Regions from separate parts of the Anas platyrhynchos genome. Here region 2 is linked to region 1. Evidence: chromatin contacts called from public Hi-C data. All regions are on one chromosome and are shown on one strand. Each heading gives the region's core, a stretch centred on a gene start, on an enhancer-like site or on the middle of the called end of the contact. The rest is flanking DNA. Distances are from core to core; before and after follow the strand shown. Region 1 holds the start of NRIP1 (nuclear receptor interacting protein 1). Region 2 has its middle 79 kb from the start of NRIP1.

Region 1 (6,564 bases), core at 3,147-5,646:
TCCTTGTGTGAGTTTGGAAGTGGTAACTCTAGGCAAGGCTACCCATTTTCTGGACATGCCTTCATGCTATCAGTAATGAGTGACTCATCAAAGGAACATTCTCAAAAGTGTGTTTTTCATTGTGCGAGTGGGATGAAATTGCAGAAAATTCACAAGTACAGGATGTGTTCTTCTGGCTAAAAACACAAGTCTTTTATTCTGGTAAAATGCTAACAATTACTGTAAAGTAGCCACATCAACTTAACGTACACCACTTTGATTCTTCCATGAAAGGTGTTACAGGGGCTGAAAGTAGTGTTTATTTCCTGCCAGAAAATATAAGCCCCAAAGTGTCGGTTCCTGTGTACTGTCGAAAAATGCACACAGACATGCACAAGAAATGCATATGGGAAAGTAAGCCTAACCCTAGTTCATGCCTCAGAACAGATACGGTACGCTAGAGGCATGGCCGAAACTAACCAGATGCTGCAAGCATATGACTCCTTCATGAGAGCTTATATGTTACAGCTGTCTTTAAATGTTTTGTAATTGGAAAGACTCTAGCATCTGGTACTTTGCTTATTACTCTTAGATCAAATAGTCATGATCTGAAGTCTACTTTTAAACAACACAGAAAGAACAAAAAGAACTTGAGGTGCTAAGGGTGACTAAGTGAAATGACCTGCTTCAAAGTACTTGCAAAAACATTACTAAACGGTGTAATTAAAAACAAAAAACAAGCAAACAAAAAAACAAACAAACAAAAAAAAAAAACAAAAAAAAACAGAAAACAACTCCGGGAGGAAATTATATGAATTATGTAAGCATGCTGATAAACTTATCATTTTAAATATAGATAAATTAACTTTTTGATACAGCATACTCACGTTTGATGTCTTTCGTTTTTATGAAGAGTACATTATTTTTTCTTTTACATGTAACTAAATTCCACCTCCCCTGGCAGCAGACTTACTGCTGAACAAAATGGGACATGTGCTATATAGTATGCCCTATAGAAGCCATCACTCTGTTCCAGTTTTTCCTCTGATACGGTTCCCACAATACGGTTCCCACTCATTTCAGTTTCTCCTAGATAGTACCACTGAAAAAAGGGAGACTTTTCCTACTACTGATTCATGCCTGAACACTGTTCAGACAGAGGAGGAAGTTACAACTAACACTTATTTAGGCAAACCTCCTTTGAAGTCAGTTATCGAATAGTGATGATTTTGTGTACTTTTTTTTTTTTTTACTGTTATTATTTTGTGTGCCTACATAAACTCTGGAATATTAGGTGATTTAATGCTCTGTGAAGGTACCTTCCAAACAGTGGGTAATCTGACATATTATGTGAATTGAACTAGGCTGAGTCAAGGATGGAATTTCATTATTGGTCTATGTAAGTCTGGCATAGTATTTTTAGAGTAAGACTTTGTCTGTAAATGAATTTCAGTAAAGCTAGCTAGCTTTTCAACCGTGTTCCAAGCCTTTCACATCATGATTGGATGTCATAAAGCAAGGCCTTAATTATTTTGATTGAAAAAGGTAGTTTCAGAGCCGTTAGTTTTTTGAGAGGCTGAGAAAAGAAAATCAAAATAAAAGCAATTGTAGTTCAGCTAAGCTCTTAAAAACACTTTATGCAATTTAAAGATTATATAATTAGCATTAGCATAAAAATGTTTGGGAATCATGTAATAGCATTTTTATTTTCTTTTTGAAAATAATATATTTCTTGTTACTGCATGGCACAGACCTATGCTTTATTTTTAGCAAGATAAGATAAAGACAATGTTTCATTACTGGAACTGTAATGTTGTTCATCATTTTAAATGCGTTATTGTAGCCACCAAGGCAATCAAAGGAAAATTTGGGGGTAAGTCAACATTTTTATTTAACAATTTTTAAAACAGTCACAAGGATTGATTTTAGAACTGCAAGAATGTAATAATTACAATTGCATTTTGATTTTGCCAGAATTCCTAGTAGATCAAAAGCATGGCTTTCTGTCTTGAGATTGATTGATGGTTAGCAACTGTAAAGTGTGTGCGAGTGCACATGTATGTGTATTATTACATATATTTATAAATATAAAAATAATTGGTTCACTGTTATTACCAAATGTGAATTTATGACTAAAAAAAACATGGTGAGAGAGCTACAGGCTTGCAATTCTAGGATTGATTTCTAACATAAACCCTATAAATATAAAATTATTCCAAGACCAATCCAAACCCAGTATGTTTTCCTGTCATAATTGGCCTTCAATTTATAGATGATCTTATAATAAAGAATTTCCCTTGAAGAATTGAAAGGATGTCTCCTTCTGTGACGTCTATAGCGAAGAGAAGTTATAGGCACCACCCCCAGGTAGTGGATAGGTAGGTGCATTGGTAGACGTGCATCTTTTATGCTTGGAGAGTGAGTGTGCATTAAAGTTTGGTTGAAGACTACAGAGAAAGAGCCAACAAATACACATCAGCACTTTGATACTTCTTGAGAGAAGCATTGTGTGCTGCAGTATTTTCTTCACTTGTACAGAAAATTTATTTCCTAACTTGTTTTGATTCTCATACTTTGGGTAACTGTAATGGGCAAAATTTGGTGTGATATGAATATTAAGGGTTGGAAATAATCTGCTAAATCAATATATAGCATTGTTTGATACAATCTCAGTTGATTGTATCATATAGAACTTGTTTCCTCAGCCAACTATATTTTATCTAACAAAACGCATTTTAACAAGTATTTCATGAAGATTTTTTCCATTGCCTGTTCAAGATTCCTCGTTTTGTAGGTCTCTCGTCTACACAATAAATTCCCTAAGGTTAAGAATGAAAGAGGTCTCTACTACAGACATTCTTGATTGAAATAGCAGCTAAACTGCTGCAGTAATGAGAATATTTCCTTTCTCCTAGACAATTCAAATAAAAAAAAAAAAAAAGAAAAATTAAAGATCATTTATTTACTATGAGAATGTGCTAATGATGCTACTATGGAAATGAAGAGCAAAACTCATTGTTTTACCGGAAGCACGATCGGGCTATGTTGTGAGACATTCCCTCAAAGAAAAAGAGACTGTCATGTATATATAATGTGACACGCAGCAGCTTTAGAAAATGCTGCTGCTTTTCTGGAAAAAAGTGGTTAAAAACACATGATGATGAAGTTAACCTAAATCTTTCATTGGCTTACAAAAAATAGGTCAAGTAGTGCATTACTCGCTCCGCTGTAAGCCTGTACACAATCCGTGCATTCCAAAGCAAAAGAGGTTTTGCTTCACATTCCTACATCTACTTTCAGTCATGATATCTGTAAGCTAAAGCACTTGGCTTTTCACAAGCACGACTCCCTTTTGCTTTCTTTAAAGTGGAAATTCATACATTCTTTAACGGTATTTTTATTTATTTATTTATTTTTTCCTGAAAAGATGTTTGAGTGTACCACTTGTAATTATTTTATGTTAGTTTTAGAACTAAAATACTGGCATATGTTGACACAGATACTATCGCACAGTTCATAGCCGATTCGTAAACAAATTTGCTTCTCCTTTTCCAGTCTTCAACTTCTAAGAGAAACAAAGTATCGTGATGTGTCTCCATGTCAAACAACACGCCAAGCGTCGAGGCTTGTTCTAAACACGGGCACTGCGGAGGCACATGGGTGATGTGGCTGGGGTCACGCACTTTTTTTGCAGTCTAGCCTCAGCAGCCAAGCCGGCTGCGTGTCTCGGGGCTCTCCCACCCCTCCTCGGCGGGCACGGAGCCCGGCGGCAGAGCAGCCCCGGTGCAGCCCCCCCAGCTGAGGCTGCCTCCAGGCCGCCGTGGCTGCCACCCACCAAGATGGAGGCCGCCTCTGCTCGGAGCCTCTGTCCCGTGCCGCCCGTTCCTTGGTTACTGACACGGGGCCACCAGCCCCGGCTCCCCAAATCCGCCCTTTTTTCTGGGGGGGGGGGTGCGGGCAGCTGCTGCCTCCCCCGTGGCACATCCCGGCCCCCAGCCGAGCCCCCCCCCCCCCGGCCGGAGCAGGAGAGGCCGCGCTCGGGGCGCCGCAGGCCGCGAGGGCAGGGCCGCGGGGGGGCGGCCGGGGGAGGCTCGGAGCCCGGCGGGGGGGGGGGGGGAGGCCGGGCCCGCTCCGCCCCCGGCTCGTCCGGGAGCCGCCGCCGCAGGTGCCGGGCGGGCCGCGGGAGGCTCCGAGCGAGGGGGGGGGGCGGGAGGTTGGGAAGAAGAAAGAAAAAAAAAAGAAAAAAAAAAAAAAAAGAAAAAACAAAGTTTCCAGCTGATGCTTTTGGGAGGAAAGGTGGAAAATGCCCGCGCTGAGCCGGCAAGAAGCGGTAACCGCGGGAAGCCCCTTCCCCGATACTCCCCGCTCCCACGGTGGCGGCCGGGGGCTGCGGGGCCGGGCAGGGCAGGGCCGGGCAGGGCAGGGCAGGGCGGGGGGGCAGCCTCCATCCCTGCCGGCCTCCCTCCGTGCCGGCCGCGGGCGGGGTGAGAGAAGGGTTAAGAAACTTGGCTGAAGAGATGAATGGCGCGGGAGGGGGGAGGAGGAGGAGGAGGAGCCGGGCTGCGCCGCGCCGGGCGAGGTGGAAGGCGGGGAGGATCGCGGCTGCGGGTTAGGCTTTGAAAGTCAGCCTCGCAGGCATTGCAGCAGGGCCCCGAACCGCGCAGGGGAGCGGCGCCGCGCCGGGCTCGGCTCGCCGCGTACGTGCGGGGGGTCGGGGGGCAGCGGGGCGGCGCGGCTCGGCTGGGCTCGGCTCGGCGCCGTCCCCGGCTCGGGGTCCCCGCGGAGCCGGGCTGGGCGCTGGGGGAGGCCGGGAGCCGCGGCCGTGCGGCGGAGGCGGGGGGGGGGAGGCCGGCGGGCAGCGCTCGGGAGGAGCCGCCGCGGGGCGGGAGGCGCTGCGTGTGCAAGGGGGGAGGGTGCTGGTGTCCGTCCGTCCGTCTGTCTGTCCGTCCGTCCGCGTGTCTGTCCGTGCAGCGCTGCCGGGCGGCGGCGGGGAGCGAACAATGCCGGGGTGAGCCCGGCGAGGGGTGGCCGCGGCGGGGACGGCTTCCGGGGGGGGACCCCCCCGTACGGGGCCAGCTGGAAGTTTGGGGGGCTTGGGGGCGGCGTGGGAGCGAGGGGGGGACCCCGGCTTTTACAGCCCGAGCGCTGGCTGGGGGGAGACCTCCGGGGTCGAGGCCAGGGTCGGCGAAGCTCCGCCCGGGGCAGCGCCGAGGCCGGCTGCTGCCTCCCTTTCTCCCTCCCTTTCTCCCTCCCTCCCTCTCGGTCCCAGCCCCACCTGCGGGCGCCCCCCGCCCCCTTTCCCCTGGCCGCCGGTCGGGGCGGCCGCGGGTGCCCCCGCAGATGCCGCCTCATCGCCGCCGCGCCGGCCCCGCGGGGACGTCGCTGTTTCCCTTCTAGACTAAAGGTTACTTTTCCTGGCGTGTTTTCCTGTCCCCGAAGCCCTTTAAAGGTGATTTCTGCCTCCCCCCCCCCCCCCCGCGCCGTCTCCCTGCGGAAGGTGCTGGAGGCGGCCGTGCTGTGCGAGTGCCGCTCGGTGATTAACTGGGAGCAGAGGGGAGCCCGAGGAGACGCGGGGGCAGAGCGTGGGCAAAACGAGGGGCAGCGCCGTGCCCCTGCTGCACCCGCTTTGTGCCTTGCTTGTCTTCTCGTGGATTCCGATCCACAGCGTTTTAACTGAAAGGAGACTCGAGCTGAAATGCCTGACGCGTGTTGAAAGTGTGGAGAAAACGGGGGAATGTCTGGCTTTGGCAGCGTGCTGGTGTTAGGAGAGCTGAAGTGGAAGTTGGCCCCTTTTGCATGGTCTTTCTGTAGTCTGGAGACCGTACCGCTCTGCGTTTCGTCTAGGGGGACCTGCCTGCGGTGCCTGGGAGCTCCTTGGCTGATCAGAATTTAACTGAGTCATGGCACGATAAATGTTTAGAGATGTTACAGAGCTTTACTTAAAAAAGCGTGCAGATCTAGCCTACAAAGAGCCATAGGGAGGAAAGGTGGAGTATCCCTGAGCGAGAGCTGGAAACCTTTAATAGTCCAACCTGAAGCGTTGCTTGTGGGCCTGGCTGAACACGCTAGAAAGTGACACATTAAGAAGCCGTATGACACAGGCTTTCTGAGCTGGGAGTATTTTGTGGTTTAAATCTGATCTAATGGCATCTGAGTAATTGTTGTTGTACGGGCGACCAGAGCGGACGTCTCGGAGAGCAAAAGTTCTCGTTCAGGGCTGTGCTTGGGCAGATCTGTGACTTCTGCTGTCTGGGGCATTTGTCTTCCCAAACTTGTGGTTGAGAAGGGCTCTCTTGTTATTTTATCAACGTTTGTATGGCCAGGGATAGTCTATGAGGCAAGACGGTCAGTTTTTTATGAGTTAAATGCATGTTAAATGCATTGTTTGTGTGTATGCAGGTATGTGTGTGTATATATATGTATGTGTGTGTATATACATGCACACATACACAGGTATACATTTTGTTGAGCAGGAAGGAAGAAGTAACAAGTAGTGACTGCATGTTTTAGGCTGGGGTGAAAATTGACCTCCTGTTTGACTGGCGTGCAGTTCTGAGTTATCTGATGAGGGAGGTCTGTCAGTGG
Region 2 (7,443 bases), core at 3,928-6,427, 78 kb before region 1:
GCTTGAGTGATACTGCTCCCATCTTGTTTTCCTTGATTTTTGCCAGCATTTGCATTGTGGGCCACGTGCTGTTCACCATCTCCCTATTGCAGTGGCATGTCCCAAGCTGCCTTCTTGAAAGAAATGCAGGCGCTGCAGAAGTGCTTTATGAAAACATCCCTTCCTGAAACTCCCAACACGTAGATTAATTCCTCTGCAAGTCCTGATACCTCCTTGAGGCCTTTTTAAGAGGGGAGAATTGTGGAATTTATGGGTTTGTTTTTATTTTACAAAAACTGTAAGAGCACACAGGCTCAAGGAGATAGATGCTCTTCACCACATCTCTCTTTAGACGAAGAGCACTGAACACTGCTCTCATTCTGGTACTACATCCAGATGAAATGACTTTTAAGGATTCACTTCCTAGAATGAGTGATGCCTGTCTAGGATGTACCATCCACTTACCAAGCAGAACAAAAGGTACAGTATGTACATATTCATAGGTAACATTACCAAGGAAGGAACAACTAGTCTCTCCCTTCACGGGAGGCTTATCTGAATTCAGTACACAAGCTTCTTTGAATTTGCGATGTTTACAGTTCAGTCAGAATTTTTTTCTACATTTTCCACCTCACTTGAGTGTTCCAAAGCCTAATACGAGAGCTAGCAGTGTGCTTTTTCTGGTCTGCAGAAACCAGCATGCCCCACTTTTCACTTTCCTTAGAAATTTGTTTCTTCAGAGAATGTTCTGTGGCAATGTAATGAATCCTCATGGTGTAGCAGACTATACTCCAAAGGTCAATTGATTAATATTCCATATTAATCATAAAGCTTTTGATTAACTCTGGTCATCCCTGACAGCATTATACAAGAATTGCTTTGTTGATATTCATTGCTGTCTTTGTTCTTCAGGTTACATGGAACAGTTAAGGGCTGGGCCTAAAACCAGACGGATCTAGATAGCAAAATATAATTTAAGAGAAACTGCAGTGATGGCATCTAGGCACTGATACAGAAACAGCACCTCTCCTATGTCATGCAGAAATCAAGCCTCCTGCCTAAGAACGTATTGCTTCTAGGACTCCTAGACTGGCCCTTATAAATAGCAAACTTGTAAATAGTTTGACAGCCTTCAGGGACTGCTGACCTTGAATTCCCTTTGTATGAGTGTATCTAAAGATTGTGCAAGCAATCCATGGGAAGCAACTCCTGTATTTATAAGACTTACAGAAATGGGTAACGTAGCAGACCTGGTTTGGAAGCAGGTGCTGTCTTGACAGTTTTACCATTCTACGTCTGTGACACAGGGAGGAAGGAATAGCCATTAGATCATCCTTGCCCTTCAGGAATGTTGCTCCTACAATTACCTTGATGATTTTTGTTTGTAATCTGTTCAACCCCTCAGGCCTCGCAATCTAGTTCTTACTAGTTCTCACTCTTATACTACATGTAAAAAGAGTCAGAATACCCCAAAGTGAAGCAATTTTATCAGAATTTTGCCCTGCCCCAGCTTCTGGATCTGTCTGTCCCAGATCCTTGGAGCTGTTTGTCTACCCTAAATGTCAAAGAATCAGACTGCTGTGAACACTCTCCTCACTGGGGACTCTCAGCTGCTGTTCAGATGTCTGCAGGCGAGGAGGGGGGGTGGATATGTCTGCAAAAGGGTTGTGACCAGGGTGTGTTTCCCATATTTAAAGTGAACGTAAGGTAAAGCAACCCTCTGGGTTTCTTGACAAATGCCAAGGACTGGATAAGAGACTAGAAAACCTAGGCTTTGGGTCTCTCACTGACACTTGTGCTTCCTTCCAAATTCACATAAAATTAATGTCTCAGCTACTGACTTGAAAAAACACAAGCAAATACAACCATGCATGTCTGCTCCAAATTTTAACTTTTAACATATTTTAGGTATTTTTCTTTACTTTAGATATTATCTAGATGTATGGCTAGAAACTCCACTGATGCAAACTGGAACATTTCCACTCAATAAAACTGCTGATTTATAGTGGCAGAGAATTTGGTCATTTCTTTTATGGATGCTGTTAAATGGGAAATACTACATTTGTCTGTTTTGTCAGCTGAGCACTGAATTGCTCTTGTGAGATACTTATTACTGTTTCTTCAGGCTAACTTTGCAAATGTAACTTAATAGGAAAATGTATAGCATTATTATTCATTTAAAATAGAAATTACAGGTGTTCTACTTGGACTTGCATTTAAATTTGTCTAATATTCTCTTTAGATAATTTAATGGATCTTCTCCTATGTTTAGAGTTGACTTGACAAAAGAATAATAACGCCGGGTCATCAAAAGTAGTAGTGGTTAAATATGCTTGTTTGTAAAATTGAAAGAAGTGCACTGATTAGGTGGAAAATTGAAATTTTCAATGTGTCTTGAGCTCTTTGTATTTTAAGAACTCTGATTATACAACATTAATGCCTCTGGCTTAAACTTAGTGTTTAAATTGATGCATACAAAATAGGGAAATTTAGATCTGCAGTGCATTGCCTGGACCTACGGAGTTAAGGCCCTTTCTTTGGGATCATGGTAAAAAGTAGCTCTGGGAAGGCAGGCACGAGCACATAGGCTCCCTCTGATTTCTGCACAGGCCTCCTGTCCCCCAGTTGCCCAGACTGTGTGCTTTCATGCTATAGCAACTTCCATGCAAGCCATATAACTGGATTTCCTTCTCATGGAAAGCAGGGATTGGGTTCCCAGATCTAACCTGAACATGCACCCATGTACATGGGGAATTGCTCCCGTAATTGTAAAAATTAATTGTAAAAGTGCAATCTATTCCTGATGTTGCAACAGCAAAACACAAGATGGGAAAAAAAAAAAAAAAAAAAGTAACTCCTCACTGAAATATCTTCACCAAGTGCTGCTCACAGGACTAAGTGTTACTTCGAAGAATAATGCAAAGGCTCCAGTGTACAGTTAAGAACTAGTTTGCCCATTCATAGAACACAGACCTGTAGTGCCATGGGTAAATGGGGTTGGAGTATGAAGCTTTAAAAAGTTGCTTAAATAGAGCAGTACTTCACGTACCAAGTCCATAAAAACAAAATGTGTATTGCATCCGTATTTCATATCCAGAGAAACATACTGGATCTTCAGAAACTTCAGTGACACCTTGCTTCAGAGGAGCAAACAATATGCAGAAGAACAGAACTTACCAGCCTAGGTGCAGCCTCAAAGATTAAGAAATGTTTTGAAATATTAGGAATGCAATAACCAATTCCTTAATGGCCATGAGTTCAATTATAGTTATTTGGCTTAACGGAACTTGCCTCCAAGGAGGACCATCACTCAAGGACATTTTGCAAAGATACTGCAAATGGCAGTTGCTTTACTAACAATTTAGTTTTATTTTGAGAAGTGATACAAAAAAAAAAAAAAAAAAAAAAAAAAGGTCAGGACTCTTAATCTCAGACTGTAACAGCCAGATGTAACAAGGATGGCTGGAAGGGTTATCAGTGCCTTGCCCTGGCCCTGGACCAGAGACTACTGCCACCATCACTAGCTAGCACAGGTGAACAGTAATCATGTCTGCACCTCCACCACCAGAGTTCATAACCCAGCAGGTCAACTTAAGCTGCCACTCATGTCAGTTTGATTTGCCAGCCTTTAATTCACACAGCAGGAACTGCAGTGTACCCAGCCCACCCTGTGGCCTCTGCTGGGAGAGTGGGGCAAAATCCAACATAGATCCCGGCTCAGAGTTGTACCTTTCCGTTTTTCGGGGGATATGTATGTTATGCTGTTTGATTATATCAGCTACTTACAAGACTCCCTCTGAATGCGCCTGCACAGGTTTGGTTGCAATGTAGGCTTTGAATTAGAGCTGGTAGGGAACTTCTACTTGAAAACATTTCTCACTCATAACCACTGATGTCTCAAACTTGGAGTTTCCTCCAAAACATGGCTATAAGCAGGAAGGGGTTAATTAGCCTTCTGGAGAGTAAATATACTTTGAGGTCCAGAGCGCTCCAGGAGAGGAAGAAGGAGATGTGAGTTTGTCAGATGGGGTGGATTGGATGCATACATTTTAAATGCTGTGCTTCAGAAGGGAGGCAGCATTTGTATCATAAAGGATGTTGTAGGAGGGAAGAGCTGCTGCTTGCCTGGATCCAAAGTTAATGCAATGCAGAAGGAAATGCAAGGCAACCGCCGGAATAACTGTCAGCCTCCTGCAGCGCTCCCCTTTGATCACGCCGAGCCCTTGAGGGTTGCGGTGTGCTTTGTGATGATGCCGTCTGCTCCACATCCTCTGCCAGCCAGGAAGCTCAGCGACACACAGAGCTCTCCCAGCCTCCTCACCTGCTGGCCTCGCGTGCCTCACCGTGCAAGTCTTCGTTCCCCAGGCATTGGCAGGCACGTTTCCCCGTCCATCAGTGCAGCCATGGTTGTTTCGTAAGTGTGTGAGCAAGGCTTGCGCCCTCATTTCATATAATATTTAATTAGATAAAAACTAGATGTTTCTTAAATACTGCCTCGTATTCTACTACTGGAATGCCACAACAGTTTGGTTTGTATTGAGATTTGCACTTAGAAATTTCTCTGTACATTCAAGAGTATGTGCTGTGACTGAAGAGCAGCCACCCAATCAGGCACAACAAAGCTTATAATTTAATTTCTGGGACTGCAAGTAAATCCTTTAATTAAAGGAGTCTTGCATACTTTAGTGGTTCCTTCTGGAACCACAGGAACCTCCTGAGGACACAGATGTCCTGCTCCACTTCTTCTACCCTGTCCTGTTCCTGGACCTCCCCCTTTTCATTAATGTGAGCACGACAGGGTGACTCTCGACTCATTCATGCTCAAAGTCTGATCAAGCACTTGGGGTTCACTCAAGGACAGAGCTACGGCAGCTTCTCTGTGCTCTCCCTGGTGACACCACTTTGACCAGTGTGCAAGGGGTAAGTAGAAGCAAAGCTCCTGCCCGAGGGCAAAACGTACCTGCTGCAATTTGCCTCACATAAGATCATTTCCATCTGCCTCTCACAACACAACCTCTCCACCCATGCCTCACCCCTGCTCACTGCTTTGCTGCACCCAAAAGCAGGTGGGACACACCACACATGCCCCATGGAGCCCCTCTTGGGCACTCCAGGTATGCTTGCTTCTACACATGGCCACTCCAAGAGGTGTTTCTGTGAGATCCTGGGCAGAGCCTGTGCAGTGGACGTTCCCCCATCTGGTATTTCATATGTGGTCCCCAAAAGAGGATCAAGCTGCTGGTGGCTGCTCTGTGGAGGGAGTCTGCCCTACACTGCATCAGGGTCCAGCTCCAAGCTGCCTCATTACATGCTTTGCATAGAAAGCTGGAGCCTTCTTGCACACCACCACCTCCTTGCAAGAGGCACTCACTCTAGACCTGCAATAGAACCAACCTGTAGATACAAGGCTATCTCTCTAGCCTAACTGCTATGGAGAAATGCAGCAAAGTTTATCCGTTAGGAAAGGAGACTGATTTTCTAAATTATTTTTCCCCATAAAGTGCATATGCCATCCTGCTTTTAAAATGCCTGCAACCAAGATTTATTTTCAAGCAGTGGTATAAACAAGGCTGTGAAGTGTTAGCTACTATTAAATAATTAATTTTTTTTGGACCACTTGAGCTCATGCATGATTTTCTCTTCTTTTTTTTTTTTTTTTTTTTTTTTCTCTTTAACACAATTTAGCAATTCTTCTACTCTACAGATGGCTACAAAAATTATTCAGCAAAAAACATTTGAGGGCTTTTTAACCTTCAAAAGATATTCCAGAACTTTCATTTTTAAAACTTTTCTGCATATTTAAAAGTATTGGTAGATCTTGTTAATATTCAAATTACTACTTAAAATAGTAAAAATATTTTGACATATTTCTGGGAGTAGTCAACCCTGTTAACTTCCACTTAACGTGCAATTATTCAGGAATATTATAGATCATTATGTGGCTTTGGGGAAAAATCAGTACGACTTAAGTGCCCATTAGTGAAAGTGAAATGGTAGTAGAACACCTATGAAAGCACATGTGGTATTCCCATGAATATCAAATTAATTCATTATGATAGCACTACTAAAGTGTTAAACTATTTCCTATTTCTTGACACAAGATTTATTTTCCAAGGCTGGAATATAAACACTGTCCAGTAATGGTGTAGGAAAGGGTTTGTCATTGGAAAGGTTTATGTAAGAGATGGCCTTGTGTGTCTGTGTTACGCTTCTGTTGGTGGCTCATTTCTTCTGTCTCCTTGTTGGCATCTGGATAATAACTTACACAACAGAGACTTCCTTTCCAAAATCTGCCTGGATGCAAGGGAGAGCAACACTCTGTTTGAAGTAAACCATCCCCTGTGTGGAGGTTGGTGAGAGCACGCTTACAATTACACACTAAATAAGGGCACATACCAACAGGAGCCAGGGAAGTGGATTCTGCACTGCAGAGCACTCACCAGACTGTGCATCTCCCCTTCCTGGCAGTCCTGGTGCTGCAAGGGGACAAAGGACAGGCAGCAACCCCTTGCCAACCTAAGGGTAGCCATTTCAGCCACCTGAGCCATCAGCACACCTGGAGCAGATGAAATTCTGCCCCATCCCGGGCATTAAGCAGGGCTCACACAGCTAGCTCCAGCTTTCTGTGAGTATCTAATGTGTTCCTCTGGCATAGCACTACAGCACCTCTGTAGAATCTCATGGTCCAGAGGCTTCAGACTTTTGGTGTTTCTGACTAGTTATATCCATGTGCCTGACGCAATCAGGGAATAGGCAGAGGTTATAGCACAGTGGAATGACCAGGAATATGACATTTTGTGACATCTCTCTGATATATCACGGCATATCTACCCCTTATGGGTAAGTAAATAAAATGTTTTCTCATCTGTTGCTCGCTTATTGTAGGTTCAGTTCAGAAGCCAGCATGGTAGTAGGAAAACTGCACCTCTCAGGCCAGGATAGGGTATATATGCTCACATGGGAAAGGAATAGGGAGGAAGTCTAGACACTAGCACTGCTCTGAGATGTCACTAGTAGGTGGCAACTGGAAAAGGAAGGATGAGGACTTTATGCCTTGCAATGGATCTCAGGCTAGATCTTATGCAATGCCTCATGCTTCCTGATAGACAGGAAAAACTCAATGGACACCTCTGCTGTTCCAAAGGTACCTCATGAAGGCTTCAGTCGTGTGAAAATTAAAACATGCATTCAGTCCCACATCATACAGCTGGGACACGCAGTGATGCTTGTCTAAAAGAATGATCATTTTTTAAACCTAAGACAGGCATTTGCATTGTGACCAAGATCACTGTGTGTGTGTGGATTTTGCAAAAATACTTTGACCTCAGAGAGTTATTTGCACAACACAGCATTCAAAGTTGACCTAACTGGTAGTTTTTTATATTGCTTTAATGGATGCTTTTTAACAAAAAGATCCACTTTTGCATTTCTCTTCAAGTTCCCCGATTTCTATTACCTAAATAG

What was found. A called contact is a pair of places that touch in the nucleus more often than the background predicts.
Region 2: a contact with region 1 is called in a Hi-C map of small yellow follicle, with 2.8 times the contacts expected there. The contact joins the enhancer-like site here to the promoter of NRIP1 in region 1. A contact is called at or near these places in 2 of 8 Hi-C or Micro-C datasets (skeletal muscle and small yellow follicle).

Annotation. Positions count from the first base shown.
Region 1 is chr1:103,523,714-103,530,277 of IASCAAS_PekinDuck_T2T, reverse strand. It overlaps NRIP1 (nuclear receptor interacting protein 1), which reads left to right and starts at 4,396. Exons shown (of 5, transcript XR_005269054.2): 1 at 4,396-4,676.
Region 2 is chr1:103,601,360-103,608,802 of IASCAAS_PekinDuck_T2T, reverse strand. No RefSeq gene overlaps it. Among named protein-coding and RNA genes, the nearest start is that of NRIP1, 79 kb to the right of the region's middle. Within about 2 kb of position 5,177, at least 1 of the 8 cell types and tissues checked has an H3K27ac peak or open chromatin away from gene starts, as enhancers often do.